7 separate regions of the Mus musculus genome follow, and all the other regions are linked to region 1. The links are chromatin contacts, called in public HiChIP or PLAC-seq and promoter capture Hi-C maps. All regions are on one chromosome and are shown on one strand. Each heading gives the region's core, a stretch centred on a gene start, on an enhancer-like site or on the middle of the called end of the contact. The rest is flanking DNA. Distances are from core to core; before and after follow the strand shown.

Region 1 (4,035 bases), core at 1,031-3,530:
TCAGTACTGCTTCACTCCTCAGAAGCCAGGCTTCCCAAGAAGATCTCAGATTGAATCAAAATTGCTGAAGACCTCAGATGACCCCAATAAGGAATAAAAATAATTTTGGGCTGTTTTGTACTTTGAGTTTTTACTCATTTCTCTTGAAAGGCGTATGTGTGTGTGTGGTACAAGTGTGCACACACGTGTTTGTGTGTAGGTCAGAGGTCGATGTCAGTGTTCTCGTGCTTTCCCCCTTATTTTTTGAGATCTCACTGAAACCTGGAGCTCGGGGATTCTATTCGCCTAGTAGTCAGTGAGCACCAGGGGGCTTCCTGTCTCTCCGTTCTTTGTGCTGAGGCCATAGGAACTGGCTGTCATTTTTTTATAGCAGTGCTGGCGCGTGCTCGCAAGCTCTTAACAGACTACGCCAGGTCCCTAGCACCTATTTTGGATTCTTTCATCAGATATTTTCTTTTAACTCTGCAGGAGTGGTCACTATCCAGGTCTGGGGATTCAGTTTTCTTACTCTCTTATAACGCTGTATCTGGTTTTAGTTACAAAGGGTGGGTTTCAAGTGATCCACGTTTCTATGGTAAGTACAACAATCGTGATTCCACAGGGTCCTATAGTCTAAGAGAATATATAGAAGCACTCTTACCAATCGTAATTTAAAAAAAAATTCTATAGTATATTTTGACTTAAAAATTCACCTAAGTAAAATTGATGATTGTTATCACCAAAACTTTTTATTAGTAAAAATAAGAAAAGATAGGAAGTGAAATGTCCTCAAGTCATAAAGGAAGCTTTTAATGACCAGAGCCCATGGATTTGATAGCATATCGATTTGCACATTTTATTGTCCTCCAATTTTATCACTGATCCATAAAACATTAACCTGTAACAGTTAAGGATTACTTTCTAGCTACCGTCCTCCCTACCACCCAACAGAAGAGGGGACTCAGCTCTGTGACGATAGGCAAGCAATCTCACCTCTGTTGTGCCTCGGTTTCATTGTGTTTAAAGGAGAGACGCGGTACGTTCCTTTTAAGACAGCTGGGAAGAGTGTATGCGATAAAATATACAGCCAGCTTTCTATTAATGGTTTTCATTATCAGTCAGGGACTAGCTCCAGTGTCATCACCTTCCACAAAAACATCTGACTCTTCCAGCCCACAACTTGAGTCGCTAATGCTTGGGGTTGTCTCACACTGTGCCTTGTCTGTCCTCTCATTATTCTAGCCATTCCCACTATAACCGCCCCCCCCTACTCAGTGGTCACCATGGGATACTTTGGGAATTTCTTGGGGCCCAGTGTTTCTCAGGTAGGTCTTGAATTGGTGATAGAAAGTCCCGCAGGAGCGGCATGGAATAAGTGCAGTTAAGCAAGTGAGTGGAACAGGTACCAAGCGTGCTGCCAGCGTGGGCAGGAGACTGCTAATCATGTCCGGAGGACCTCTCTGGAGGTGGGAACCCGGCTTTCCAGAGGCCTGCACTGTTAAGGAAATTTACATTTATCGGGAGTCTTCAGGGGCAGGATCTTGCAGACGACTTTAGACCTCGAGTGTAATCTCGGCCCAGCAACTCTTTAAAGGGCAACTCTTGGATAGGCCCAAGCTCAGCCTCAGGGCAGTCTCAGAGAGGCACCTGAGATCCAGGAGATACCTGCAGAAGCCTTTGACACGGAGTGGGTCGCATTCCAGAGACTGGGATCAGAGATGGATAGTGCGTACACTCATCAGTGCAATCAGAATTGGGGCCCGCCACGGAAGGCAAGAGGAAGGTAGAGCAGAGTCTTGCTGGCAGCGATAGGGTCGGAGATGAGTCATCCTAGCCCGTGTGACTTCAACCACCCTCCGCCCCCTCCTGCCTCGCGGGTCAGGAAGTGACCGCAGCCGACCGGGCGCTGAGCCCTGGCAGCTCCGGCCACGCCCAACCCGCTTTCTCTAAGGCCTCGCCCTTGACTCCGCCTTTGACTCAACCCAGACTCCGTCCCACTCCATTTCCACAGGCCCACACCTGACCCAGCCTCTAACTGGCCTAGGCCCCCGGCTCTGTCTCCCCAGGTTCGGTCCCTGACTCTGCCTCTGACGCAATCGAGATGGTCCAACTCATTCTCTCTCTAGACCCTATTCTTTACTCAGCCGGGGCATTCCTCTTTCCAACCAGGCCCCGCCCCTGACCCAGCTCAGGCCCCACCCATCCCGCAGCTCCTAGCCTAATCCTTGACCCCGCCTCCTGCTTCCCTCTAGAACCCGCCCACCTCCCCAGCCTCGCCCCCGGCTCCGCCCCACCGTGGGTGGTTCTTGGGCCGCGCCGGCACTTGCTCAGACGTAGGAACTGCCGGCGTGCGTCCCGGAGCCTCGCGACGCTGGCCATCCGTGCCACTGGCAGCTTAGAGGCAGCATGGCCACGGTGGCAGCGGCGGCCCGCGGGGCCGGGGCGAGGGCGGCGGCAGGGCTGCGGAGTTGCGGCGGGGCCGTGGCTCGAGAACGACCGCGCTCGGGCTGCGCTCGGCGCCTGTGCTCTGCCCCGGCTGCCCCGGCTGCCGTGGACATGAAAAGCTACCTGTGGGCGCGCTACCACGAGGCGAAGAGGAGCACGGACGGTGAGTGCGTGTCCCAGCTTGCGCCGCCCACTCGAGGACCCCTCGGGTCCCCCGCACCCTGCCTCTGTCGCGCGGCCCCCGCGGGGAAGGCGACTCTAAAACTTCGCAACTCTTTTTTGGCTTTCCCCCGCCGGGGAAGCTATTTCATACCTGGGGATTGTTAAATCTGGAGTGTACATCGCAAGTGCTCTGGGCCGCTGCGAGAGTTCCAAGGGCGTCGGTAGGAAGACATTCCCCCAAACACCGTTAGGTGTCATTCACCCTGGGAATGGTAGTAGCAGCCCAGCTTGCTGCCGCGCTGTCCTAGACAGGCTCCAGCGCAGGCGACTGGGTCAGGAGGATGAGCCGGTCTCCCTTTTGCAGGGTGGAGTAGATAAAATGTGCTGTTTGAAAGGGGAGGGTGGTCTGGTTATCCACCGCCCTCTGCGAGGAGAAGAGGAATACTTGTGGTCAGGTGAACTGAGAAAGAGCTTGGCTGGGCGGTTAGGGAATCGGAGAAGGAATGGAAAGAGGAACCAGATTATAATAGTATCAGGTATTGATGTCGACTCTGAATCGCCCATAGCCTCCGGAGGAGGGGGTCATGTCCATTATGTAGACGGGAAGGGCGAGCAAGGGGCCTAAGCAAAAACTGATTTTGACTCAGGGTCGGGAATCCATTGTCCTGTGTGTTGCTTTGTGCTTCTTGCAGTCAAACGTTTGGAACCTGGAGTAAAGGGCCAGTGAAGCACAGACACTGAAGCTGTCAGAGGACACTGGGATTTGGGGAGGGGGTGGTTTGGGGAGGGTGCTACATGAGGAAGGGGGTTGGTGAGGGAACGTTTTTGTAGGATTTCCATTTGCATCTTTGGCCACATGCCTGTTCAAGTGAAACAAAACCCACCTGGAATATCTTCACAACACATTCCGAGGTGTAAGCAATGGAGACTTCTTTGAAAGAGTGGCTTATTGGTTTTGGCCAGGCAAGTGTTTTGAGATGGGTTGTGTATTCCAGGCCTTAAAGTCATGAGTCTCCTGTGTGTTCTATCCTTCCAGGCGGGCGGGAACCACCATTCCAGGCAAACGTGTGTCCTGTCAGGGCCCTGTCAGCTCTTCTCTCTTGCTTAGTTTCCTCTTTCTTTTTGGTCTTTTTGAGACAGGGTTTTAAGGTAACCTTAAACTTGAAGCAATCCTCCTGCCTCAGTCTTTCAAGTGCTGGAGTTATAGACACGAACCACTCACTACTCCTGTCTTTTGTTTTTCTTTTCTTTTGTTTTGTTTTGTTTTGGTTTTTTTTGTTTTTGTTTTTTGTTTTTTTTAAGACAGGATTTTTCTCTGTAGTCCTGGAACTCACTCTGTAGACCTGGGTGGCCTCGAACTCAGAGAGATCTCATGTCTCTCTCCTGGAATCCTGGGATTAAAGGTGTGTGCCACTATGCCAGGCTATTCTGTATTTTTGGTTAAAAACT
Region 2 (4,035 bases), core at 990-3,489, 2.0 Mb after region 1:
AGACCCTGACTTAGATTGCAGCACCCACAAACACGGGGTTCACAATTGTCTATAACTCCAGCTCTGGACAGCTCCAGATGTTGCTGGCTTCTGAGAGCATCGGTCCTCATGTGTACATACTTACATGCATGCCATGGGCACACAGACACTCAAGAACTATAAAAAATAAATCTACATAAGAAGGTATAAAATCAACCTGAATAAGCTTATTAATGTGGAAAATATGATGCGAATGTACAAATGCACATGCTTAACAATAACTAGCCAGCCTTAAAAAGGAAATAATCTCACGTATAAAATGAATGTAGAAGTCATCCTGCTAAATGAAATAAGCTTAGTACAAAAATCACACATTTCCACCTACGAGGGCGTTGGAAGGTTTAATTCATAAGTAGAGTCTATGGAGACAACTCCGAAGCCGAGAGCGCAATGGTGACTGTCAGGGGATGGAGCAGGGATGCAGATACATCAGTAAGATGGTACAGATTCTTTTCCAACAGGATGAACAAGTCCCTTAGATGTATAGTCACAGCATGATGACCATATTTAATAACAATACACTGCCTATTTGATAATTGCCAAATAGATCTTCAGTGTACTCAACCTACAGGAAAAGGGAATATGAGGGTTTGCCTATTTTCACGGTAATCATTTCTCTCTCATGCATATGTATGTATGTGTGTGTGTATATATATCTATATATACCTATATATCTATCTCACACTGTGCAACATACATATAATATTTTGTCAATTAAACCCTAGTAATGCAGGCCGGGAGGTGGTGTTGCACGCCTTCAATCCCAGCACTCGGGAGGCAGAGGCAGGTGGATTTCTGAGTTCGAGGCCAGCCTGGTCTACAAAGTGAGTTGTAGGGCAGCCAGGGCTACACAGAGAAACCCTGTCTCGAGAAAAAAAAAAAAAAAAGCCCCAATAATGCTAGACTAAATCTTAGGCAGTTTGTAAATTTCCAAAAAGATGACCATTTTCATTATAAACCAGAACATAATAATGCAATGTTTCCATGTGGAAGAAAACTTCCTAAAAAAGGGCTATTATTATTTCCGGCGAAAACTCAAGAGCTTGAGATAATTGTACTTTTCTGTTTTGAGAAACTTAACAGAAAATAAGCCAATTTTTTTGTTCATTTTCTGCATTTGAAGTACTCTTCAATGACATCTTTCGCCTGAGATTCTTGGCCAAAGTCCTTAACCACCACACAGCTGCAACCTATCACTTTCCGAGGTTTCCCCTTTCGATCAATTTTGCAGAGGCCTACCCATTCCCCCAGCTTCTTGTTGTCATCAACCTTAATTAGGTTGATCTGGTGCTCAGCACAGAGGGTTTCCACCAACTTGATGTACATAGGTTTATCACAATTGGATGCAAGCACACAGAGATGGGCTTGGCGCTTGCCTAAGGCTTTGGCAGCTTCGTGAATTCCTCGCGCTAGGCCATCGTGGACCAGGGCGGTCTTCAGCACCTCTTGCAAAGCCGTATTGACGTCCATGACAACTCCAGCAGCAGTGCCTTCCTTAGCCATGGCGTGGGTTACAGGTGGATCCGACCTGGAGCGCGCCTCGAGCCTCTGAGAGGCTGCGCAGAAGCAAGACGCGTTTCTAAGAATTTTAAGAAACACCAAACCCTTTCACTATCGAAAACTACCTAACTTCCAACTCAAGTTGCAGGAGGCAAGAAGTTCCCAGTTCTGCGGAGGCGGAAGGGTGGTCGGTCAGGTGGCCACCCAGAGATCAAAAATTAGACACCTCGGGTACGAGGGTGCCCCGTGTTGGTGGTATGCAGTGACTGCGGGTGAGCTTTCTCGTTATTATTACGTAACCCTGGCTCCTCCTGCGGGAATGCATTTAGAGGAAAGTGGACCGCCTCCGCAGATGTGCAACCACCGGGACGCTGCAACCAGCGCCAGCATTCTGTGCCTTCGCTTTATCGAGCTTTTATTTTCCGTTGGCCGATTCGCCACTTTATGATATCAGAATTTAACACGAAAAAGTCTCATTTTAATATTTGAGAAGGCCTTATTGTCCAGAAAAGTGGAATCAGGAAACACTTTTGTCTTAAATTTTTTTTTGTTATAGTTGTGGCGTTCATTTCTGCTACGCTCAGAGCGCCTGGGAGTTGCATCGAAAGCGCCGACGCGGACGCCCAGACCTCCGTGTCCAGCGCGCAGTCGCAGTGGCCTTTCGCCCCGGCTCCCGCCCCCGCTGGGTGGACGACGTGGAAGTTGCTGGCCGACCAGGCTTGGAGGAGTCCGCTTCGGAACCGGAGTCCGGGAGTAGCGGAGGTGGCGGCGCCCAGGCTCAACTAGGAGTCGCTGCCGAGTCCCGGCCTGTCTCTGAGGATCGGCGAGGGCGCGGCGGCGGTTCATCATGGGTGAGGAGCGTGGGAAGGGCGTCAGGCGACCGAGGGGACCGGCCGGGCCGCGGGGCAGCTCTTCGCTACCTTGGCTCTTCACCTGCAGGGAGATTCCGCCTCCCGGCTCGGTCCTTTGCACCCGCGGGGTCCGGACTGATCCCAGCCCGGCCTTTTCCCCTCATCCTGCATCCCCCATCTCGGTTGGGTAGGCGGAACGGGGCGTCGGGTGCCTGGCAGCCAGGCAGCTGAAGGTTCACCGAGGTGTCTGATCCTTCGTGGAAGCTTGGTGGCATCGGGGTGGGTGTTGGGACTGCGTCACTTCTGAGAAACCCGAGGACCGGTGTTGTTTGTTGATCCTTGCGCTGCTCCTGTCTGCTCGCCCGCTGTAGTTAGCTGTCCGTAGATATGGTGGATGGAGTTAGGTGGATTGTGAAGTCCGGTGGGACAGGGAGTGAGATGTTCATGTCGCTTCGCTGATTCGCACTTCTCCAGGTGAGGGAACTACGGTAGACGTCCGAGCGCACCCGACGGTGGTGATGCTCCGGTACAGGTGGAGCTTCTAGGAGTTGCAAAATCTTCGGTTTCTGTCAGTATTTACTCAGTTTTCTCAGAAGTGTGTGGATCCGGTGCATTATAGTTCCGTTCGGTTCTCTGTAACCTTTCGGCGTTGTTTTTCCAAATCTAGACGTCTAAACGGGCAAAAGGACTTTGTCAGGTCACACCCATTCTTTCTGTATACAGCTTGCTCCGTGTTCGCTTTTCTAGAGTGGGCAGCTTTAATTCTGCCATTCCCCTCAAATAGCAAAGTGTAATATCTCTTCCTTTCTTCCTCCTCTCCTCTCCTCTCCTCTCCTTTCCGTGTGCGTGTGCGTTTGTATGCCTACAAGGGAGCGCTGTTGGAAGTCAACCCTTAGTATGCTAGGCAACGCCCTTCTGCTGAGCTGTATAGCCCCAGCCCTTTTAAAACTTTGAGATAGGATCTCACTAAGTTGTCAAGTCTTGAACGCAACTCACTCTGCAGCCAAAGGTGGCCTCAGACTCACTGCTATTGGTTTAGCCTCCTATTGGACCACTAGCCAAAAGGCCTTGCCTTTTATTTTTAAAATTGTGTGTGTATCCGTGTATATTATATGTTGAGCATATTCTTCATATCCCCCACGTTTCCGTTTTCTCACTTTCTATTGTGAATCTTTTTTTTTTTTTCCTCCCTTTAGTGACTTTTGAAGGCAAAGTATTTGTGCCACAAATGCTTTTACATCTCAGGGTGCCTTGGGTACATAAAGGTTCCTGGGAATATTTTATAAAGTAGTGAATGTCGGGGTTTTTTTTTTTGTTTTTTTTTTTTTTTTTTTTTTTTTTTTTTTTTGTCTAAAATATGAGTTTCTAATGCACTCAGGAAACAGAGGCAGGCGGATCTCTATGTGAGTTTGAGGCCAGCCTGGTCTACATGCTGATTTCCAGGGCATCGAGGGCTGCAAAGTAAAAGATCCTATCTCAACAAATACTGCCCCCAAATAATAATAAGCAAGCAACAACAAAAGTGGTTTGTTGAGGCAGTTCTGTGGGTTAGTGGAGAGTGCCCTAAAAGTTTATATTGGTACTGCCACTGTACAGTGAGTGCTCTGTCACTCAGAGCACCCCATTGTGCCGCTTTTCCCCTGCC
Region 3 (4,035 bases), core at 396-2,895, 1.9 Mb after region 1:
TTGCTCGCTTTCTTACCTAACTCAGGACCACCTGCCGAGGGGGGTAGCATCACCTGCAGTGGTCAAAGCCCCTCTCACATAAAATCATTAATTAATAAAAAGATCTACAGGCTGACCCATAAGCCAGCTTAATTGAGACATTTCCTCAATTAAGTTTCTTCTTCCCAGATGACTTTGTACTCAGGCAGCAAAAACCTAACTAGTGGGAGTTCTGGAAATTTAAACTCTGGTCTTCAAGTTCACAGCAGAAGCACATTTGCCTGCAGAGCCATTGACTCGGCTCCTCTAACTTCTTAAATGTGAAGACAGCTGATGTTAATCACTGTCGCTGCGTAATTGATGACACAGAAATAACTGGAACATATTTAAGAATTCCAACGACTTATTTTATACACGGGGCATGGTGGTGTAGAGTTCCAGTAAACACTGGGTTTCTGTGAGTTAGAGGCTGTGTGTGACTTTTTCTTTTTTTCTCAAGGAAGAAAGATTCACGCTATTATTATCCCTTCTTGAGATTTGTATTTTCTCTAAGACACCGGTTGTCAGAGATGACCTTAAGTTCTCCATCCTCATGTGACTTGCTGAATGGTGTAACAAAGAAAAGCCACATAAGAAAGTGTGGGACTTTAACACAGATTACTTCATCATTAAACATAGGCTCAAGTTCTTACCCTGTAATCCTAGCTGATACTCTTTAGTATTACTTAATATTCAACATTTAATACTGATTAATACAGTGAGATGACAATACATCATCTTTGCACTAGATCACTTAAAAGAAAACATAAGAAGCCAGGCGTTGGTGGCGCACACCTTTAATCCCAGCACTTGGAAGGCAGAGGCAGGCGGATTTCTGAGTTCGAGGCCAGCCTGATCTACAGAGTGAGTTCCAGGACAGCCAGGGCTATAGAGAGAAACCCTGTCTCGAAAAAAAAAAAAAAAAAAGAAAGAAAAAAAGAAAAGAAAATGTATAAATTATAGTTTAGGCTATGTTCTTTTTTTGGGGGTGGGGTGGGGGGTGATCTCTTTACTCTTTTCACACAATGACAGTGTAGCCTGGTCTAAGATCACACACTCATTCTGTAGTCCAAACTGGTCTTAAACTTGCCAATCTTCTTGTATCAGCCTCCCAAATGCTGAGATTGTCGTCGTGCGCTAGCCCACCCATCAAATGAATACTATCAGTGTTAGGTATTTTTTAAAAAGCCATTCATGACTTTTAAACTATGACCTCACCCTGTAGTGCTGAAGGTTATTGTATTTTGAACTCACTCTTTAACAGCGCCTAGAGTATGAGAATAGAAGCAAACTCTTTTTACTAGCTCCCGAAAACAAGGTTTCTATGAACTGTAAATAAAGGAGCTTAATCAGTTTAATTAGAGTTTGTGTTATAAAGACCCACAGCCTCTACAGCCTCAAGCCTGCCTTTCCATTCCAAGCAGTATTTCAACTGATGATTCAGCTTTAGCTTATCAATGGCTTACTATTTCTCGCAGCGGAACAGACAGTAAAACAATAGCCCAAGAAACATTCATCCCAAGGAGAAAATGGAACACTTAATACAAAGGTTCAGGGAAGACATAAACTGAACACTTACCAGGAAAACCAAGTGGCGATATCTGTACTGAAATGTCAAGGACGCTATCAACAACACCCTGGCAGAGTCGCATTAAATAGCTATTTTTTAAGGAAGTGCTGCAAAGGGGATTTTTTTTAAAAGGCACAGTGCCTGCATAATTCTACTTCTTGATGTGACCAAGTAAGACACCAGGGGCTATTATTTTGAAAGGACATGTAATAGTTAGCATTCTCTGGGGCATTAGAATCAAACTCAAGGCTCAGCACCCAGTCCCCACAACATTCTCCCCCCCCCCCCAACACTCCACTCACTCCTCTGAGCTGCTAACTCCATCCAGAAACCTCTGACCTTAGCCACCCCTCTTTTCTCACTTATATCATCTCTCCCAGTTTTGGACTTCACACTCTAGACTATGGACTTCTTCTCAACAGCCTGCCTACGAGCCCTTTAGATCAGGCTCCCCACAATAAACCAGCACTTGATTGTAACCCTTCCTTTGAGACTTAGAGCCCCAGCCCCCACATGACAGCATTTGGTGTGACCAACCTAAAGCTTAGTTCTCACAGTTGACTCAAGAGGGAGTTTAAAGGAGACCTGAGACAAAGTCAAGACTCTTACGTTCAAACCTGATGAGCTACGTTCAGCTCCCAAACTTACAGAGTGGAAGAGAGAACTGACTCCTTCAAAAGACTAATTGTAGTATCACACTCAGTATCAGGCTTACGTACTACTCAGGAGAGGCGGGAGGACCACTGTACGTTTAAGAACAGCCTGGGCTACATCACATCACAAGAAGGAAAGGGCTACAACTCAAGAAAAGAAAGGAAAAGAAAAGGGGAGATGACTCAGAAGTTAAGAACACTGGCTGCAGACTGGAGAGATGGCCCAGCCGTTAAGAGCACTGACTGCTCTACCGAAGGTCCTGAGTTCAAGTCCCAGCAAACTACAAGGTGGCTCACAACCATCCATAATGAGATCTGACATCCTTTTCTGGTGACAGCTACAGTGCATTTACATATAATAAATAAATCTTTGGGCTGGAGCAAGCAGGGCTGGAGCTCAATTCCCATCAACCATATGATGGCTCACAACCATCAGCTACAGTGAGCTCTTCAGCTATAGTGTGCTCATCAGCTACACAGTGTGCCATCATCCACAGTGTGCCATCATCCGCAGTGTGCCATCATCCACAGTGTGCCATCATCTAGTGTGCCATCATTCACAGTGTGCCATCATCCAGTGTGCCATCATCCACAGTGTGCCATCATCCACAGTGTGCCATCATCCACAGTGTGCCATCATCCGCAGTGTGCCATCATCCACAGTGTGCCATCATCCACAGTGTGCCATCATCCACAGTGTGCCATCATCTAGTGTGCCATCATTCACAGTGTGCCATCATCCAGTGTGCCATCATCCACAGTGTGCCATCATCCACAGTGTGCCATCATCCACTGTGCCATCATCCACAGTGTGCCATCATCCACTGTGCCATCATCCACAGTGTGCCATCATCCACTGTGCCATCATCCACTGTGCCATCATCCACAGTGTGCCATCACCCACAGTGTGCCATCATCCAGTGTGCCATCAGTCACAGTGCGCCATCATCCACAGTGTGCCATCATCCAGTATGCCATCAGTCACAGTGTGACATCAGCCACAGTGTGCCCATCACAACCATCTGCCATCTGTACAGCTACATGGCGATGCCCAGCCCACCCTGCATCTCCTGGTCTAAACACACAAAGTGTGTGTCTGTGTGTGTGATAGAGAGAGAGATGGGGGGAGGATAAGAGAAGCAAGAAAAGGAGAAGGAGAAAGACCTAGAAATCTAGACTATTCTCTTTCCTTGGCATTGAGATTGCTTTACACAGAAGGGCACCTAAATGATCCACTCTCTGGATAGCTGATGTTTCTCAGATACTGCAGGCATGGATGAAGAGCAGCAAAGCTTACTTAGCTCTAAGGTTAGGTACACACCCTTCCCATGCATCCAGTTCACTTACCTGTCCAACACTGTGTCCGCCAGTGCAAGATGGGGACAAACTCCTCTGGCATCCTCTGGTTTGACTGACACAGACTTGACTTGGACCTACTTTTAAGCACTTTCCCATTTGGCCGGGGGACATCCAAACAAGCAAGTAAACAAAAGAATCAGTAAATCTTGTGGGTGGGAAGGTCAAGAAGGGCGTGTGCTCACCTTTGAGATGGAACAAGTTTCCTGCCTGAGACTGTCTGTCATGCAAATACAGTGAACAGCTCCTCTTATCAAATGTAGACTTTAAAGTAACAAAGTAGAACCCGAATCTCTCACGTTGGTTTATTTTTATTGGATCCCAAGCCCCACCAAGTCTTCCCCCATGTTGGAGACATACAGTTTTTTGTTTTTTGGTTTGTTTTTTTGTTTTTGTTTTTTTGTTTTGTTTTGTTTTGTTTTTCGAGAAAGGGTTTCT
Region 4 (4,035 bases), core at 681-3,180, 1.7 Mb after region 1:
CACATCCTCTTTGAAAAATGAGTCTAATCCTATAAGATAATCACAAATTTATCTCATCCACAAGTCCCCTTCCACCCTAGGGCCTTAGGCCTTGTTTATCCGTTCGTTCTCCTAAGTGCTCCGTCCACAAATGAATGGTGAATGACATCCATGCTGACAGCTTAATTGGCTAATGCCAGAAACACCCAGACTGTTAGCCAAATCTAAGCCCAAATCAAAGCTAAATTTTACTATGCTTGCGTCACAACACTGTTTACCAACTGTGTATTTTTAATAGGTTGAGAGAGTTTTACTTTGTTGAGTAAAGGGCAGGGCCCTACAATTATCTGCATGTATCCTTCAGTCCTCACAGCTGCCCTGTAAAATTGGCCTGGCAGGCATTATTTCTATTTTCAAAACAGATCGGTTAGGTCTGCCATGGTGGCGGATGATGGGGAGTCAAATCCTTCACTTGCAGGCCTGCCATGCTTCCATCCTGATACAGTGAGCTTCAGGGGGTTCGGGAACCAGTGAAACCCCAAACAGCTTAGTGTTTTAAATCACATGAAAACAAGTGACAGTGGAGGTACACGTGACAAACACAGTTGTTGGCAGGCAAGATGTTTTAAAGGGCAGGCTCCACTAAGCCCTTAAAAAGAAGTGTTTGCATGGATGCAGAACATGAGCTATTTCTATTGTATTCCTGGTATCCAACCTCGACTCTCGAGTTTGTGCACGATCTATATTTACACGTAATTACAGAGGGAGCGTAAAGAAAGTAATGCCATGGAATCTGCAATGTTATCCTATATAGTGTTTCAAGACACTCTCCCTTGTTTTTATGCTCTCTATACTCAGCCCAATGAACCACTTCTGACCACCACTGTCTAAAGCCCATGTTAATATTCTTACTTTAGACTTAGGTTGGATATAATTACAACTAATAAAATATGTTGGTATTTATAATCTCAAAGTCTAGATAATTGTAAAGACTGTCACCTACATCCTGTTTGTTTTTCATGAAAAAGCCAAGGAAGCAACGAGGAAGTTTCTTATCTTATCCAGAAATAACTTATCTTCGATCAGTGCTACCAGTAATTTCAGGATCGCTAGGCACCACCTTTGAGAAACAGAATTATAAAGTGCTAAAGGGCACTTGGCCTTACCTAACCCATCCACAAGTCCTGCTAGCATGGAGATGTAGGTATTTAATCTCCAGTGTGCGAAATATGGGCTGGTGGTCCCATGGCCCCAGGGATGAGATTGGCAGACAGGGCTGGGGCAGTAAGTGACCTTGACAGCGCCCCTGCCCCCCAGAGAAGCTCAGAATGGTCACAGGATTGGGGTAGTGGTGCGACAGTCTCTAGGAGCCCCGGGGAGGCTGAAAATGAATACTGCCAGGGGACAGCAATCTGGTCGCGTCCGCACCTCCCTCCTAGAGGGAGACCTAGAGGATGCTCCGCTACGCAGGGTCTCCCCGCTCCACTGACGCCTATAGTGGAGCCGTCTCCGAAGGAGGCCCAAGGGGGGCTCCAGGGAACAGTACCATCGGGCGGCCAGCCCTACCTCCTCCGTGACTGTAGGGCAGTAGAAGATGAGCACTAGTGTGGTGACCAGGTTGATGGCGAGGCCGATGAGGGTGATGGTGTTGGGGGCCATCCAGAGCGGGATCCATTGGAGCAGCCAGGTCCAGTAAAGCTGCAGCGGCGGCTCGAACAGCGACTCTCCCACCGCGGTGTAGCGGTGCTCCTCCAGCCGCCGCAGCTGCGCGGCACTGAGCGGCTCACCTAGCGCCTTTACCCAGCGCGGCGCCGGCCTGGCCCCGGCGCCCGCCGCCATGGCTGCCTGCGGGGCCCGCCGCGACCCGGCGCAGCCCGCGGCCCGCGCGGGGGGCGGAGAGAGCCGAGCGAGGGCACAGCGCCCGGGCCAGCTCCGCCGGTGGGACTCACTTAGCAGCGGGCCGCGGGGGCGGGGCCGGGCCTCGGGGGCGGGGCAAGGCCGGGCCACGGGGGGGTGGGGCCTCAGCGAGCTCGCGGGCGGTGGCGAGGCTGGGGGCGGGACCGGGGCGGGGCCTCAGTGAGCTTGGCTCTGGACGCCCCGGGAGGGGTCAAGCAGCCTGCGCTTTCAGACTCAGGTCGAGGGCAGCTCTGGCCCTGCCGCTGTGACTTTTCTATTGGGGCTCAAGGGTTCGCCCTCCTCTCCAGCCTTTGCTCAGGTTTCCGTGACGACGCTTGGCTAGCCTGGATCCTGGTTGAGCTGGTTTTTTTCTACTGAGTGGTAGGAACAACTCTGACTTGTGTGTCTATGCCCCGGCCTCTTATTAGTCAAGAAAATGTCGCCTACTGAAACCTGGAGTGGTCACCATGTATGTACTGATCAGAAAGTACTCAAGCACCATGGGAATATACAAAGGCCCCTCCGCATATTAACTTAGTTACCCCTCACTGCGGGATCAGACGGCAAGGTTTTAAAACAAACAAACAAAACCCCCAGATCTTAGAAATATTGTCGTCAAAGGGAAACTGAATGTTTGAAACTCAAATGCCTGTTTTTTCAGACCACTTGACACTCCTTCCTTGGAGCAGAGAAAATTCTTAGCCAGTTTCACAGTTTCTTCAGTGGAGAAGGCCGATTGCCACATAATGGAAGGTCACCAGCTCCTTACTTCACAATGCACCCATTTGGACTGGGGGCTGTCATAAGCATGTTCTATTGCCTAACCAGACATAGGCTGCCCACTTGATCTAGACGTAGTGGGTCTGATCTGTATGCACCTTTCTAACACATCAGACAAGCTGGAAACTACTTTCTGCTTTCTTGGATTAAGCAACAGAGGTCATGGGATACACTCTTCCTCACCTATTTTGAGGAACGGTTAGCAACTTTTGGCTCAAAAGACAGGCCTTCCATCTCATTCTCACAGCACACTACAGAAGTATGCGTCTTACATTTTTTAATTACTGGGAAAAAAAACAAAGAATAAAGTTTATGATGTTAGAATTGATATAATTTAAATCTCAGTTCTGTGACTATAGCTGTGTTTCTTCCCACAGAGGTGAGGAGTTGTATAGCACAAGATGACTTACAAAGTCTTGAATATTCATTACCTGGCCTCTTACCAAAAATAAAATAAAATAAAATAAAATAAAATAAAATAAAATAAAATAAAATAGCTGGGTGATGGTACTGCAGGCCTTTATCCCAGCACTTTCCAGTCAGAGGCGGGGGGGGGGGGGGGGGGCAGGGGATTGGTAACACTTACATTATAGATTCCTAGTACTTTATCTTGCTCCTGGACTTTGAACTAAGCACCTTGCTGGGCCCTGCTAAGCTTTATCTTCAGTCCTTTGTTTGCTTTGATTTTGAGACAGAATCCTGCTACGCAGCCTAGACTGTCCTTGAACTAATTGCCTCTGCCTCCTAAGTAGCTCTGATTACAAGCAATTACACTTGACCTCTTCCAATGCCATGCTGTTGTAAAGGGGCATACAGCATGCTCAGAAGGTATCGACGATTGCTTTAGGCTACTTCTAGGTCAAGTACAAGGCTTGAATGAGACAGAAGTTCGTTTTGCCCAAGCATCGTGTCTGGGTAGATCATTGAGAGCTGCTGCAAACCCTCAGTGTGTGAGAGACACTGGTTTCTTCCATTTCCTTGTCTGCTGCCTTCAGGGTATTGTTCTTGTCCTGACCCAAAACAGGTGACCACAATTCCCAAACAACTAGGAGGAGGGGGAGGCAGGGGGGCTGAACTTCCTGGCTTTGAGGCTGTGATCCAAAGTTTCATTCCTCATTTCTGACAGAACCCTGTCATGTGAGTGTGACACCTATTTGCAAGGAGAGCTAAATGAAGCCCTTATCTGGCCAATGGCTGGTCGACTAATTTCTACTACTGTTGAAAAGTGAGGGAGTGGATGTTAGAGAGCCATGCATGTGTTCTGATATTTTTATACACCATTTAAAAAAGATACTATTTTATTAATTCCTTGAAAATCTCATACAATATACTTTGATCATATTAATCCCTGTTCCTCTCCCTAATTCCTCCCACCCCTAT
Region 5 (4,035 bases), core at 1,130-3,629, 1.7 Mb before region 1:
AAGTGAACATAAAAATGTGTTGCCCTTACACTAATTCATCATATAAATGCCAATAGAAATACTGTGAAGATGATGTCAACTCAACAAAGGAATTATTTATGCAAAGAACTGGATCAACTTCCTGTACTGAGCAGAAGGTTGGACCCCTCCTTCAGCTTCAGTGCTACAACATATAATTTATGTTTTGCTTTCACAATTCTGTCTTCTGTCTTGCTACTTTCTGGTCTTAACATTTTGAACTAGCCCAGTCTGTTAAGCAATGTCACTGCTAATTACTCCAGGGTATCAATAAGGTAACTAATTTTTTGAATGTAACCAACTAGAGAAAAACTGAGGCACTTAAACTAGAATTAACTTTTGTTTTAGGTGATGGAGGTACAGTTTGGGGCATGCTAGGCAAGTACTCTAAACTGAGTCATAATCTCAGCTATTTATAATGTAGTATAAGAAAGTTTTGCCTTAAGTTACTGCATTAAGAACTCATTATTTGAAGACATTTAAAGACATTATATAGAAATAAAGATATTACAGTATTAGAATCAAGAACTACAATGGAGGTCAGCCTATAAAATAAATAGGGCCTGATTTCATTGAGGTTCCTTCTGGTTACACCAAGCTATCTGAAATCAAGATAGCATCAGGATAGAAACAATTCAATTAAGATTCTCATATAGACAAGAGTGGCTTAGAACTGAATGGGATGTTGTTCTTTTTAAAAAGAAGATGGCATCAGATAGCTGTGAGCTGACATGTGGGTGTGGGGAACTGAACTCAGGACCTTTGCAAGAGCAGTGAGTGCTCTTAACCACTGGGCCCTCTCTCCATTATTATAGGTAAGGAAACTGAGACAGCAAGAACTGACTGGGGTCAGATCTATAAGAAATACTGGACTACCTGTACTTGTAGGTTCAGAAGGAGCCAAAAGCTCCCTGGTACCTTCATTGGTTTATGAAACAGAATATACCACTGCTTTGAATTATAGCCTTAATTACTAGCAAAACTGTAAGTCAATTTGGAAAGAAAGTTATAAAGTTCTGCATTGTAATTTTGCCCAGGGTTCAATCTTGAAATCACCTATTAAAATCCTATTAAGAATTCAGGAGTCTATGACAATAAAAGATTGGTACTCAGTTAATACCACAGTTCAAACTCTCCTAATCATCATTCTCTTTTAGTTCTGTAAAACAAGATTATCATAATTTCAGCACAGTGATCTGAATGGACTTAATTCATCGATTTGATAACGGTTAAGCTCTAGTTCATTCTATTTAAGAACTGAACCAAGGTTAGCTCCCTCTCAGGATTTTTTGTTGTTGCTGTTAGCATCCCTTTTCTGAGACTTGATAAACACTTGCTATCCAGTTACACCACGCTGATTACTTTCATTTAAAAATTGAGGTCCCCTGTCCTGTGTATGTTTCCACTTGATAACTAGGTCGTGAAAAGAAAAAAAATCTCACGTTTTGGTATAATTTCTCAGTAAAGCCCCCTTACACCCACAGTCTCTCTTCTTATCTTTCCCAAAAGTGTAGGGTGGACTTATTGTCATTTTTATCTTAAAGATGTTGAGAGTCAAGGAAAAGCTAATAGCAATTATCTAGTCAGGTAGCCATTTCGTCACGTCTCTGCTTCCTCCTCACAGCCTTCCTAGGCAGCTATCACAAGCCCCCTTGGAAGCTCACTGTCCTGTTTCCCATCTGAAGCAGAGGCAACGCTGAACCCAGAGGACTTCCCAGACAGCATCTTCTTAGGCTGCTCAATACTTTACAGGACCCCACCAGGGATCCCCCCTCCCCCCAAGGCTGGCAAGAACGTGGAGGGGCCCTGACGAAGCCCTAGTTAGGAAGTGACAGTTTTCCTCCCTCTCCAGTTCAATTCTCACATCGATGAACCAACCTTCTTTCGCTACCAAAATTCAAGGCCCCCTGAAAGGCCTTGGGCATCCGCTGTGTGATGAGGGCGAACCTGACATGTTTACGCTCAAGGACTCCAGGTGGACCAACAACAACAACAAAAACCCCACACAAATTAGCAAGGCCTCGCCTCACCCTATCACTCGGTGACACAGGCTCGCAGAGCGCCCTGGGGAGAGCGACTGACAGAGGCCCTGCCCGTCACTCCCTTAGGGCAGCAGCTAAAGGTTGAAGCCCCTGGGCGAAGGAGAGGGAGACACCGGCGAGCATGCCGCCCTCCTCAGGGGAGAAGTTCTAAACCCCCATAACCGTTAGTTCCCTCGAGCCCGGAGAGTGGCCGAAGACTCGGGCGAGGCCGGAGGCGCGCGCCTCGCCGGGGCAGCGCCCCCTCGCCTGCTCTGATTGGGTGGCCGGGGCGGAGGGGGCGGGGAGACCCTCCGGATGAGGCGCGCGCGCAGGCTGGCCGGGGGCTGCTGGGAGGGCTGCGCGCGCCGAGCGACCGGTGGGCGCGGGAGGTGGGGGGGCGGAGGGCCGGGGGCGCGAGTGCGCGTGCGCGTCGGAACCCGAGGCGCGGGAGGAGGCGGGAGCTCCGGAGGCTGCGGAGGGGGCGGGTCGCGTCAGGCGCCACGTCCGCAGCCAGAAGCCGCCGCTGCCGCCGCCGCCGCCTCGCACCGACCTCGCACCGAGAGTCTTCCGACTTCTGAGCCGGAGAAGAGCATCTAGGTCGCGTAAGCCACTCCCGGGCCGCATCAGGGCCTCTGCTGCCCCGGCCGCTTCTGCTGTTCTCCGTGCCACCGCTCCCTCCGCCCGGCCGCAGCTCCCGGCCTCGACCCCGCGGTGAGTGAGTGTGTCCCATGGCTGGGGCGGGGGCGGGAGGGTGTCGTCGGCCTGAGTGGCCGCACTCCGGGCCCTTTCCCGTTAGCCTCATCTGCACCTCACCTGCACGACCCCGGGGCCTGGCCGCTCCAGCCTGGCCCTTTGCGGGGGGACACTGAACGGGAGGGGGATGGGCGGGAGTCGTTGGGGGGCGTACGGAGGTATGGGGTTACCCCAGTGGGTCCACGAGTTTGTGGACGCGGTGTCTGCAGTTGAAGGGAGTCGCTCTGGAAGCCTGGGTCTGACCTCTTGCCTTGAGTGTCAGGCTGGTGCGGAGGAGGAGATGGGGCATCCGAGGAGGAGCCCAGCTTCCTTGCCCCACTTAACTTCTGACCTGTTGATAAACGGTCCCGGTGGGTTCAAGTACACAGGGCTTGGCTCCAAGCGGAGATTCCCGCTGCTCTTCCTAAATCGGGAACTCCACTCCCACGCCTGTTCTAAGCCCGCAGGTGTGGGAATGAAGAGGGGCGCTGGCAGTGTCAAGGAGTGACTGGGGAGCAGGGGGGAAGGAGTCCTGGAGCAGCCGCCAGTGCAGTCACTGCCGACCCCAAGCTCAATCCAAAACCGAGCCTGCCATGCACAAGCAGCATCTAGTCTAGCCCCGGAGCTGCCACTCGGGATCAAGTTGGATCGTCTCTCTTAAGCCCGTCTTATATTGGAATTCCGCAGGAACTAGGGTGTGCTGGATGGACAACGAAGGGGCGGAGGAAGGAGGTGTCCAAGCCAGCACCAGCCTCTAGGGTCATTTTCTGCCTCTCCTGCCACGTCACTGCTCTGCTCAGGGGAAAAAAAAAAAGACTTGCTTGTGCCTAAAGGTGGATCAATGAGGGGGAGCTAGGGCTGCTGGGAAGAGTTAGAAACACCTAGACTAGGAAGCGAAATCTTACTTGATTGTGTCTTTTGTATCTTGTGAACGCTACTAATCCAAAAGGAAACATTGTGGGTATTTGTATCTGCTATTGGTTAGTGCTTAAAACTTCTAGTTGTTGCCGCTCAAGGGCTATCACACTAACAGGTAAGTATGTTTCCATTCTTGCTTTAGCAACGCTTAATACACATCTGCTTTCATTTTTCACTTTCATTTTTTTTTGTATAGCAGCACTTATACCAGAAACTAAGTTCAATGAAAGCATCATTCGAAAAAAGTTCAATGAAAACATCATTCGAAAAGTTTAATTGATTTTAACATATAAATTCAAAAGTGTTTGATATATATATGTTTATATTCGGGGAAAATCTTGACTTT
Region 6 (4,035 bases), core at 481-2,980, 1.6 Mb after region 1:
CATGCTGGACCGTTTAAGGGAGGCAGCAAACAGATGGTTTGGAGAGCCTACTTGGTATGTCCTCTGAACTCTAGTTGTTCTTTTGCACTGGGCCAGAATAAAAGTATGAGTGACAGAGACCTCGGGTCTTGCTGTGTAGTCCCAGCTGGCCTTGAACTTGCAGTCTTCCCGCCTCCACCTCAGGCATGCTGGGACTGCAGTCCTGTGCCAGAAGCACACCAGCTTCTCCGCTGTAAGTTTCCCCCAGCTCCGTGATACGGACGGTGAGTGGAATCTTCTCTTTGTTCTAGACAACAGACAAAGAAGCCCCTGGCTTAGTGCTGATGCAAGGCTTGGCGTTCCTGAGTGGATTCCCACCGACCTTCAAGGAGACGAGTCAACTGAAGACAAAGCTGCCAGAAAAGCTTTCCTCTAAAATAAAGCTGGTAAGACAGAAAAGGAGCCACCCGCATGGCACCTCTTATTTCATGCAAGTTTAGCCAACAGTCATAAAGGGCAAAGAGCAACTGCCCCATCTCAGTGTGCTGTCAGAAGTAGATCTGTGCGGAAGAGCCTCCCCCACTGCTTCCAGCAATCCTCCTGCCTCAGCATCTCAAGTGCTGGTATTACAGATTCGCACCTTCAAACTAAGCTCTGAAATTACTATTTTTATAATTTATCACTCACATTTTTCTTACTCTGTGTGTGTTGTGTGTGTTTTTGTGTGTCTCTGTATGTGTGTGTCTGTGATACATGTCTATGTGTGGGTGTGTTGGGGAAAGTCGTAGAAGTAGTTAGAACTCTAACATGCACATCTATGAAAGCTTTCATTCATAAGGGGTTGTAGATATGTATAAAGTTTGAAAATATGAAATTCTGATTAATAGCAAATCCAGCCACCAATGTGTTTAAGATATAAGTGTATTTCTTAGCCATCAGCCCTGACCATTCTTTCTCTAAGGATCAACTTTGGTTGGCTGGTGACCTTTTCCCGAACATTTCTTATTCTCTGAATCATCTGCCTGGGACAGCCGTGTGGGTGTTTTCTTGATGACCTTACGTCACGTTGTTGTAGCACATTAGGGGGTGGAGGGTGGGGGTGAACACAGCCTCTTTTGTCTTAGAGGAGCAGGCGTACAGTCCTTGCCTCTGGAATGGTTGAAATCTGGCTCTCTCATGTTTTTACCATTTAACAAAATTTGTGAGGGGCTGGAGAAGGTGGGGGGTGGCGGAAAGGGAGTAGCGAGTTCTTTCTCAGTTCTTGCATTAGTCATTCCATCCACCCAGAGATCCCTGTAACTTTTTCCTCCTTCCCTGGCTTCGATGGGTTAAGGTGCTTTGTGTTACGGTGAGAAAACCGCTGTGTGAATGATGTCGTTTTTTTCTCGGTTCCCTTCTTCCCCATAGCTAGCTAGCTTTGTCCCTTAGTTTGTTTCCCCTTCCTCCTCTTCCTCCTCCTCTTTTCTTCATCCTCATTTTTGTTTGGGGCGGTCTCACTCTGTAATCCTGACTGGCCGGCAACTTGCTATGTAGACTAGACTGTCCTCAAACTTTGTAACCTTCCTGCCTCTGCTTCTTCTTGGTGCTCCAGGAACTCGCCACTGTGCCCAGCTGTCCCCTGTAGCCTTTCTTCGTCTGACATAGAAACAGTTCCAGAAGTGCAATCAGTTAGCATGCAGTACTTGTATGGACCGGAATAGCACGAAGCCGTATTTGGGTTGTATTTGTGGTTAATCTTCAGTTATCCTAAAATAGATGCCGCATTTCCTCCTTCCCCTGAGGTACTTTCAGTACTGATTTGAGCAGTTGAAACTATAGACAGATTAGCTTTCGTTTCAGTCAAACTTTATTTGGCTTTGGCTGAGTCGCTAACATCAGAATGACCGATAAATTACATCGGTCCTTTCCATTGCCGACTCATCCCCGTTATGTGGGAAGAATGGTGTTCCCGATTCTGTTTCTGTAAGTCCACATTAATCAAAAATTTAAAAGCAATTAGGAATTTATTTTGTCTTAATTGTGTGTGGATATTTTCACATCCTGCTGTGTTGGCCCACTTGTGTGCTGTCAACACCTGACATGCCTGTTGGTGACCAGTGTGTACTGACATAGATAACAGTTCTGAACAGCGGTAGGCTCTGCCAGCTGCTGCTGTGTGGTGTGTGCAGCTGGGTGTAAGGTGTAGCGGTGACTTGAGTTTGGAGAAATGGAGACCCAGTAGGAACCGATGAGGGCGCATTTGAGTTCAGTTTTTCCAGTCTGCGTCTGTTAGGGGAAAGTGCGGGCAACCCTTGCTCCCAAGAGTGTGTGTATATGTGTGTACAGGAGTAGGTGCATGGGGAGGCCAGAGGTTGATGTCAGGTGTCCTCCTTCGTTACTCTCCCCCTGATGAGCCGGAGTCTCTTATGGAATGTTTGGCCTCAGCCTCAGCGGTTGGCCAGGTTGCCTGACCAATGAGCTCTAGGGAATCTGTCTCCCTTTCCCCAACCAAGCGCTGAGCTTACAGGCCTGCTCGGCTCGTACACGGGTTCTGGTGACCAGAACTCAGGTCCCTATACTTTTATGCAGCCACTTCCCAGCCTCCGGCCCTTCCATTCTTCCCCTTCTGGTTCTGTTATACACCTTCTGAGAAGGGTGGTTCCTGTCATCGGTTCCCAGTCTTTCTAGATGGTTTTTATCAAATACCTCCTGCATGCCAGGGAGTATGTGAGAGAGAACAGAGGGAATTAAGACATTTCCTTGGGACATGAACACTTCCACTATAGCAGTGCCCAAGGACGCCTGGGTTTTAGTCAAGGTAGGAGTTAAATGGGCTTTGCACCTTAGCTGGGTCCTCAACAGAGCCACTGTTCCTGGGTTGAGAAGGGAGTGCTCTGAGAATAGCCTGGAAAAAAATGTTGAGGGCTGGGAAGTAGGTAGTGTGTCTGGGGAGTTCCTAAAGGCCACAGGCTTCCTTAGGGATGGCTGGGGAGATGGGCAAGGCAAGGTTGCAAGTTACCCTCTGATTCTCACATGCATGCTCTTGTGTTCATACATCCTCACACACATGCACACACATATGCACCACATGCACACGCATGCACACGCACAGACTCCCACACCACAAAATAAAAAATAAATAAATGACAAAGTTTAATCAGCAATGATTGTATTAAGTTCCTGGAACCCACTGAACTAGAACTTGCCTGATGTGATCATCATTATACTAATGAGACCAATGTCACTCTGTCCTCAGTACGCTTGTGCTCAGTGAAAAACCCTTATCCTGAAGGCAGGGAGGGCTGGGACAGTAAGAAGACGATCTGGTGTGTTTCTGAGGCACACACCTTAGAGTAGGGGCACGTTCAGTCCTGCAAGCTCTTCCTATCCAGGGGCCTCTGGCCAAGGGAGGCCAGTGTGGGACTGGTTCCTGGAGCATCTGAAAGATGCTCAGCTGGTATGTCAACGAGCTGTTAGCGAGAAGGAAGACTCAGGAGGAGGAGATAAACAGTGCAGAGGGGAGTTACAGTGACAGTGTCTGCTCAGTTTAGTGTGACAAGCGAGGCACGTGCCACACATGAGAGGGACGACCACAAGACACCGAGGGTTGGAACCGGAACAGCTCAATCACTCCACGCTCCTGTGTTCTTCCAGCAGGACTGTGCTGAGGCCTGTGGTCCAGGAGACAGGGAGGGAGGGCCCAGCCGTGCCCAGCAGACACCACAGGCTGCAGCTCAGAACATTCTCCTGTTCACCTCTGTACCTCCACACAAGGGCTGAGCACCGGTCTTATAGGACACTCACAGGATGCAGGCCTTGGACCAGAGCGAAGGCCTGCCCATTCTGTGGTGATCCGCCCCCAGTGAGTTGATATAGGCATAAGCCCTCACCGTTGTATGTCCTGTCAAAGTGTGCTTTTATAGCTCTGAGGGGAGGACAGGGACTAGAGAGTAGGTGTTACTAAGATAAAGGATCGGAATTCCTACAAGCCTTGTGACCGCTCTCGCCCTGTACATCACACAACCCCCTGTCAGGTTTTCTGTTCTGAGAATCCTGAAGGTGGGTCTTCTTATCATC
Region 7 (4,035 bases), core at 650-3,149, 1.6 Mb after region 1:
AGACACAGACACAGGGTGCCCCCAACCTGACACCTGAAGCTTCAACACCTCCCTCCACTCTCAGTGAGAAGCATCTCAATGGGAGGCAATAAAAATCGGTGCTTAGTGGGAAATCTGAACTTTTGAGGTTTATAAGAAACAAGGCAGCAGCCGGGCGTGATGGTACATGCCTTTAATCCCAGCACTTGGGAGGCAGAGGCAGGCGAATTTCTGAGTTCGAGGCTAGCCTGGTCTACAGAGTGAGTTCCAGGGCTATACAGAGAAATCCTGTCTCAAAAAACCAAAAAAGAAAAAAGGCAGCAGGCCCAGGGTTCTGTCAACTTGGCACTAGAAAACATACTGGGGGGAGGAGGGAATAAACTAAGTATCAAGTTTGAGAAACACAGTCAAGAACATCAGGACAAACCAAGAATAAGACTAATGGAGATTACAAAGATAAAGGGCACAAAGCATTCAACTGGAACGCCTGATAAAAGAGGTGGGTAGTGCCGCCCTGTAATCCCAGGTGGAAGGGAGGGAGGGAAGAGTTCAAGGCTTGCCTGGCTACATTGGGAGTTAGAACCCAGCCGGGGCTTCTTGAGACACTGTTTCAAAATCCTCCACACCGTTCTGTCCCAGCTTCCCCCACTCCTGTCCCCTCCCCTTCCCACCCTCCCCCCACCAAGCAAAACAAAACCTAATAATTCCCAAACCAACCAACAAAACCAACGAAAGCTTCAGAAGAAAGAGGATAAGTTGAGGACTAGACGAATGAAACAAAGTAGGAAAGTGAGGGGTTTCATTTTAATTTTCTTTTGTTTATTGACAAGGTCTCACTACCAAGACCAGGTTGGCTTTGAACTCATAACCTTCTTGCCTCAACGTCCCAAGTGCTCAACAGGTATGCACTGTGGTAGACACTGCATTTGAGAGTATGCCGTGTAATGAGGGTAATTCCCCACTCCCACCCCACCCCCACACAAAAAGACCCAGGTAGGCCCAAACAATTCTCCAAGTGAATTTGACCCGAAAACTTAGTTAGTTCTCTATAACACTCCAGTTCCTTTTTAAAATTTTTTATAATTAACAATGCCAATTCAATAGCTATACTACCCAGTTGTATTTGAAAGGGTTTCTGAAATGGCTCAGCAGGTTAAGGTGATGCCAAGCCTGACTTCAGTTCCTTGAACCCGCAGCATGGAAGGACAGAAACAAGTGACCCTCACCATACACTCACACACACACACACACACACACACACACACACACACGCACACGCACACGCACTCACACACACGCGCACGCGTGCGAGTTCCCCTGCATACACAAACTTATAAGCAGATTGATTACCTATCAAAAGCTAAGGCTTCAGATAGTAACTAAATCCGTTAGTTTTCCCTGCTTTGCCACAATCAGCCTACCTGTGACCTCAAAAAATTTTTTTTGATAAATGCCCGATTAGTGACTTTTGTTTTTCCAAAACCAATTAAACCTCGTGTACGAACGTCTAGAGTAGATTATGTCATTTGGGACAAGCCGAATATGCATTCCCTAGCCACGATCTTTCAAATTTTCTTTCGAAGATAAACTTGAGGCAGGAGCTGTGTTTTTTTGGTTCATCAGGATTGCCCATTGGCACACTGCAGGGGACAGCCCGGGTCGCTTACCTGTTGGTTGGGTGGGTCCCACCGTGCAGAAGGCAGAGGGCCCAAAGGGCAGGGCCCACGGCGCACGCGCAGATGGGAGGGCGCGCGCCTGCCCTTGCCCCTCCGCCCTCTAGGTGGCGCTGGCGACTCGCCGCCGCCTCTCCGAGGCCAACCCCGGGTGGCGCCGGGCGCCTTGCGGGCCCTGGGTCCGCCTCCGCCGCGCCGAGGGCGTGGGCTCCGGGCTCCCGGAAGCGGCGGCCGCGGCGTGGAGCCCAGCGGGCCGTCGGTCGCCGGAGCGACAATGTGCGGCAGCCGGGGGCTGTGAGCTAAGCGCGGCGGCGCGTCCGGGGGCCCCTGAATGGCGGCTCGCTGAGGCGGTGGCGCGGCGCGGGCTCCTCCTGGCGTGGGGTGGCGGGGCCGGGGTGATGCTGCTTAAGCTCCTGCAGAGACAGACCTATACCTGCCTATCCCACAGGTATGGGCTCTACGTCTGCTTCGTGGGCGTCGTTGTCACCATCGTCTCGGCTTTCCAGTTCGGAGAGGTGAGTAGCGGAGCCCGAGCCCCGGAGCCGCGTGCGCAGCATTCCCCGATTGAGCCCCGCGGTGCCGGCACCCCGAATCTCCCTTCTGCCTCCCCATCTTCCCTGCAGCCTGGGGACCAGCACACGGCCCACTAGTCCCAGGCGCTGAGCGTGCATCCTCTCCCCGGCTCGCCTGCAGCAGCTGGACTGGACGTCCGGGCCTCGCGTGCTTCAGCGTGCGCATGGATCCCCTTCCTTCTGCAGGGTGTCCCCAAGAGTCCTCTGGCCATTTGATTTTGGCTCTAAGGCCTTGCGCTGGTGAAACTCTCTCCTAGGGTTTGTATTTTTCTGTAGTGATCCTTCATTCCCTGGCTCTCCGTAGGATCCAGTCCTGCGGTGCCACCCTACTAGTCCTTCACCGTTGACAAAACACCTTATCTTCTGTTTCTTCTGGATCGCAGACTTTGTCTTAGAGGCATGCGCGGCTTTGCATGTGAATTTTGCGCCGTTTTGCATGTGAATTTTGCGCCGTTTTGCATGTGAATTTTGCAGAGTGAAAGGGAGATTTTTTTAAATTAACTTTTTTCCTTTTTCATAATGGCTCTGCTGTTTTGTACAGCTGCATGCCAGCGGGTTGGAGGCCTTACTAGTGAGAATGCACACGCTGATGGGAAGCACCAAGTGCTTATCTCAGAGTAGGGCCCTTGTCAGGTGACTAGGACTGCCTGCGGATCTTGGACTCCAGCCCCGGACCTCTTGAGAGCCAGCACAGACCCACCCTTGCGTCATGGGCTATGCTAATACTTTTTAGATCAAGTCGCTGGTCCTTCTTGGACTGAGAACTGCGTTTAATTGATGTGCAGTGAAGCAGTTTGATTAGACTGTAAACTCTTCAAAGAGCACAGACAACCGGTTTGGGAGGTGTGAGCAGCCAGGTTAAATGAATTTTATGCTCCTTTGGAGACATACCTTGAACGTTCTGGGGACTGCCATTACTCTTCAGTTTAAATTTCAGTTATTTGATTCTTGGGTAGTCTAGTACAGTCTTCGCCATCTTAAGTGTGCAAAGGGGTATGAGCAGGTCAGAAATGAATGGGCACAAGTGTGCCATTCAACAGAACACTGCCCCTGGAGACAGGAAGAAAACATGCGCTTTCAAAGAGTTTGGAATGGTCTCCCTGTTTTATTTATTTGCTTATATTTTAGTAAGAGGTTAAAAGGGTTTTATAATTAACAGAATGCTCTTATAAAACGGCACAATACGTATGTGTGCGCTCAGCACCTACACCGGACTGTAAGCTCGGTGGAGAAACTGGTGTCACTTTAAATGCTGTAACCCTAGCCCAAGCCCAGTGCCAGGCAGTGCCAGTGTGTGCATACTAAGCGTCTGCTTAGTGATTGGCTGAGCGATATGGCCGGGTTCTAAGTGTGTTTTTAGTGGTTGTAGGGACTAGAAAAAAGTAATTTTACAGGTGAGAATGAGACTGTCGCCCACTTCCAATTGTGGAGTGTTTTAGTTTTCCACCACCTCCTGGTCCGTCTACGTTTCATGTGTTGTAACTTGATATGTTTTCGCATAGTTAGTGTCTGACTGCTTTTGAATGGCTTTCATTTCTGAGAAAGAGCCTTACTAAGTTGCCCAGGCTAGCCTGAAGTTCACAGTCTTCCGTTATCAGCCCTTCTGAGTGCTAGGGTTGTTGGTTTATGGTTTTAACCTGGTTCATTTTAAGTGGGCTGTTTACTGACCATGGCGTGAAATGCATTTGTTACAGCCTTGAAGAGTTTGAGACAGGGTCTTACCACGTCGCCCAGGCTGGGCTTGAACTTCCTATATAGACCAGGCTGGCCTTGCACTCAGATCCTCCTGCTTCTGCCTCTGGAGTGCTGGG

What was found. Promoter capture Hi-C pulls out the DNA fragments that hold promoters and counts their contacts. HiChIP or PLAC-seq counts read pairs in DNA pulled down with a chosen protein or histone mark. Capture Hi-C pulls out chosen DNA fragments and counts their contacts.
Region 2: a promoter capture Hi-C map of pre-B cells shows a contact between it and region 1, with 2.6 times the contacts expected there. The contact joins the promoter of Arl1 here to the promoter of Nt5dc3 in region 1. A contact is called at or near these places in 4 of 39 promoter capture datasets (the C10 cell line, liver and pre-B cells), 2 of 484 Hi-C or Micro-C datasets (muscle stem cells and uterus), 1 of 115 datasets of contacts at active chromatin or transcription factors (astrocytes) and 2 of 9 other capture datasets (adipose tissue and liver).
Region 3: a promoter capture Hi-C map of embryonic stem cells shows a contact between it and region 1, with 6 times the contacts expected there. The contact joins the promoter of Spic here to the promoter of Nt5dc3 in region 1. A contact is called at or near these places in 1 of 39 promoter capture datasets (embryonic stem cells) and 1 of 115 datasets of contacts at active chromatin or transcription factors (embryonic stem cells).
Region 4: a contact with region 1 is called in a promoter capture Hi-C map of pre-B cells, with 7 times the contacts expected there. The contact joins the promoter of Chpt1 here to the promoter of Nt5dc3 in region 1. A contact is called at or near these places in 2 of 39 promoter capture datasets (liver and pre-B cells) and 1 of 115 datasets of contacts at active chromatin or transcription factors (astrocytes).
Region 5: a promoter capture Hi-C map of adipose tissue shows a contact between it and region 1, with 2.9 times the contacts expected there. The contact joins the promoter of Tmem263 here to the promoter of Nt5dc3 in region 1. A contact is called at or near these places in 1 of 39 promoter capture datasets (pre-B cells) and 2 of 9 other capture datasets (adipose tissue and pancreatic islet).
Region 6: a promoter capture Hi-C map of pre-B cells shows a contact between it and region 1, with 4 times the contacts expected there. The contact joins the enhancer-like site here to the promoter of Nt5dc3 in region 1. A contact is called at or near these places in 2 of 39 promoter capture datasets (hippocampal neurons and pre-B cells), 1 of 484 Hi-C or Micro-C datasets (B cells) and 2 of 115 datasets of contacts at active chromatin or transcription factors (embryonic stem cells and microglia).
Region 7: an H3K4me3 HiChIP or PLAC-seq map of embryonic forebrain shows a contact between it and region 1, with 15 times the contacts expected there. The contact joins the promoter of Gnptab here to the promoter of Nt5dc3 in region 1. A contact is called at or near these places in 4 of 39 promoter capture datasets (the 3T3-L1 cell line, hippocampal neurons, liver and 1 more), 1 of 484 Hi-C or Micro-C datasets (CD4 T cells), 3 of 115 datasets of contacts at active chromatin or transcription factors (astrocytes, embryonic forebrain and extraembryonic endoderm stem cells) and 1 of 9 other capture datasets (adipose tissue).

What each region holds. Positions count from the first base shown.
Region 1 is chr10:86,776,725-86,780,759 of GRCm38.p6, forward strand. It overlaps Nt5dc3 (5'-nucleotidase domain containing 3), which reads left to right and starts at 2,281. Exons shown (of 14, transcript NM_175331.3): 1 at 2,281-2,587. The coding sequence starts at 2,386. It overlaps Ttc41 (tetratricopeptide repeat domain 41), which reads left to right. Exons shown (of 16, transcript NM_001003910.2): 16 at 1-119. The coding sequence ends at 97.
Region 2 is chr10:88,729,175-88,733,209 of GRCm38.p6, forward strand. It overlaps Arl1 (ADP-ribosylation factor-like 1), which reads left to right and starts at 2,240. Exons shown (of 6, transcript NM_025859.3): 1 at 2,240-2,390. The coding sequence starts at 2,387. It overlaps Gm4925 (predicted gene 4925), which reads right to left and starts at 1,927. Exons shown (of 1, transcript NM_001037166.2): 1 at 367-1,927. The coding sequence starts at 1,542. The coding sequence ends at 1,144.
Region 3 is chr10:88,681,378-88,685,412 of GRCm38.p6, forward strand. It overlaps Spic (Spi-C transcription factor (Spi-1/PU.1 related)), which reads right to left and starts at 1,646. Exons shown (of 6, transcript NM_011461.3): 1 at 1,598-1,646.
Region 4 is chr10:88,502,040-88,506,074 of GRCm38.p6, forward strand. It overlaps Chpt1 (choline phosphotransferase 1), which reads right to left and starts at 1,931. Exons shown (of 8, transcript NM_144807.3): 1 at 1,546-1,931. The coding sequence starts at 1,818.
Region 5 is chr10:85,100,248-85,104,282 of GRCm38.p6, forward strand. Tmem263 (transmembrane protein 263) reads left to right here and starts at 2,380. Exons shown (of 3, transcript NM_001013028.2): 1 at 2,380-2,750. It overlaps Fhl4 (four and a half LIM domains 4), which reads right to left and starts at 2,248. Exons shown (of 2, transcript NM_010214.4): 1 at 2,049-2,248.
Region 6 is chr10:88,419,136-88,423,170 of GRCm38.p6, forward strand. Gnptab (N-acetylglucosamine-1-phosphate transferase, alpha and beta subunits) reads left to right here. Exons shown (of 21, transcript NM_001004164.3): 6 at 1-54; 7 at 291-425. Among named protein-coding and RNA genes, the nearest start is that of Sycp3, 38 kb to the right of the region's middle. Within about 2 kb of position 1,731, at least 107 of the 459 cell types and tissues checked have an H3K27ac peak or open chromatin away from gene starts, as enhancers often do. A contact at or near this core is called in B cells, microglia and pre-B cells, where this site is marked.
Region 7 is chr10:88,377,369-88,381,403 of GRCm38.p6, forward strand. It overlaps Gnptab (N-acetylglucosamine-1-phosphate transferase, alpha and beta subunits), which reads left to right and starts at 1,900. Exons shown (of 21, transcript NM_001004164.3): 1 at 1,900-2,167. The coding sequence starts at 2,051. Gm40733 (predicted gene, 40733) reads right to left here and starts at 1,696. Exons shown (of 5, transcript NR_168608.1): 1 at 1,647-1,696.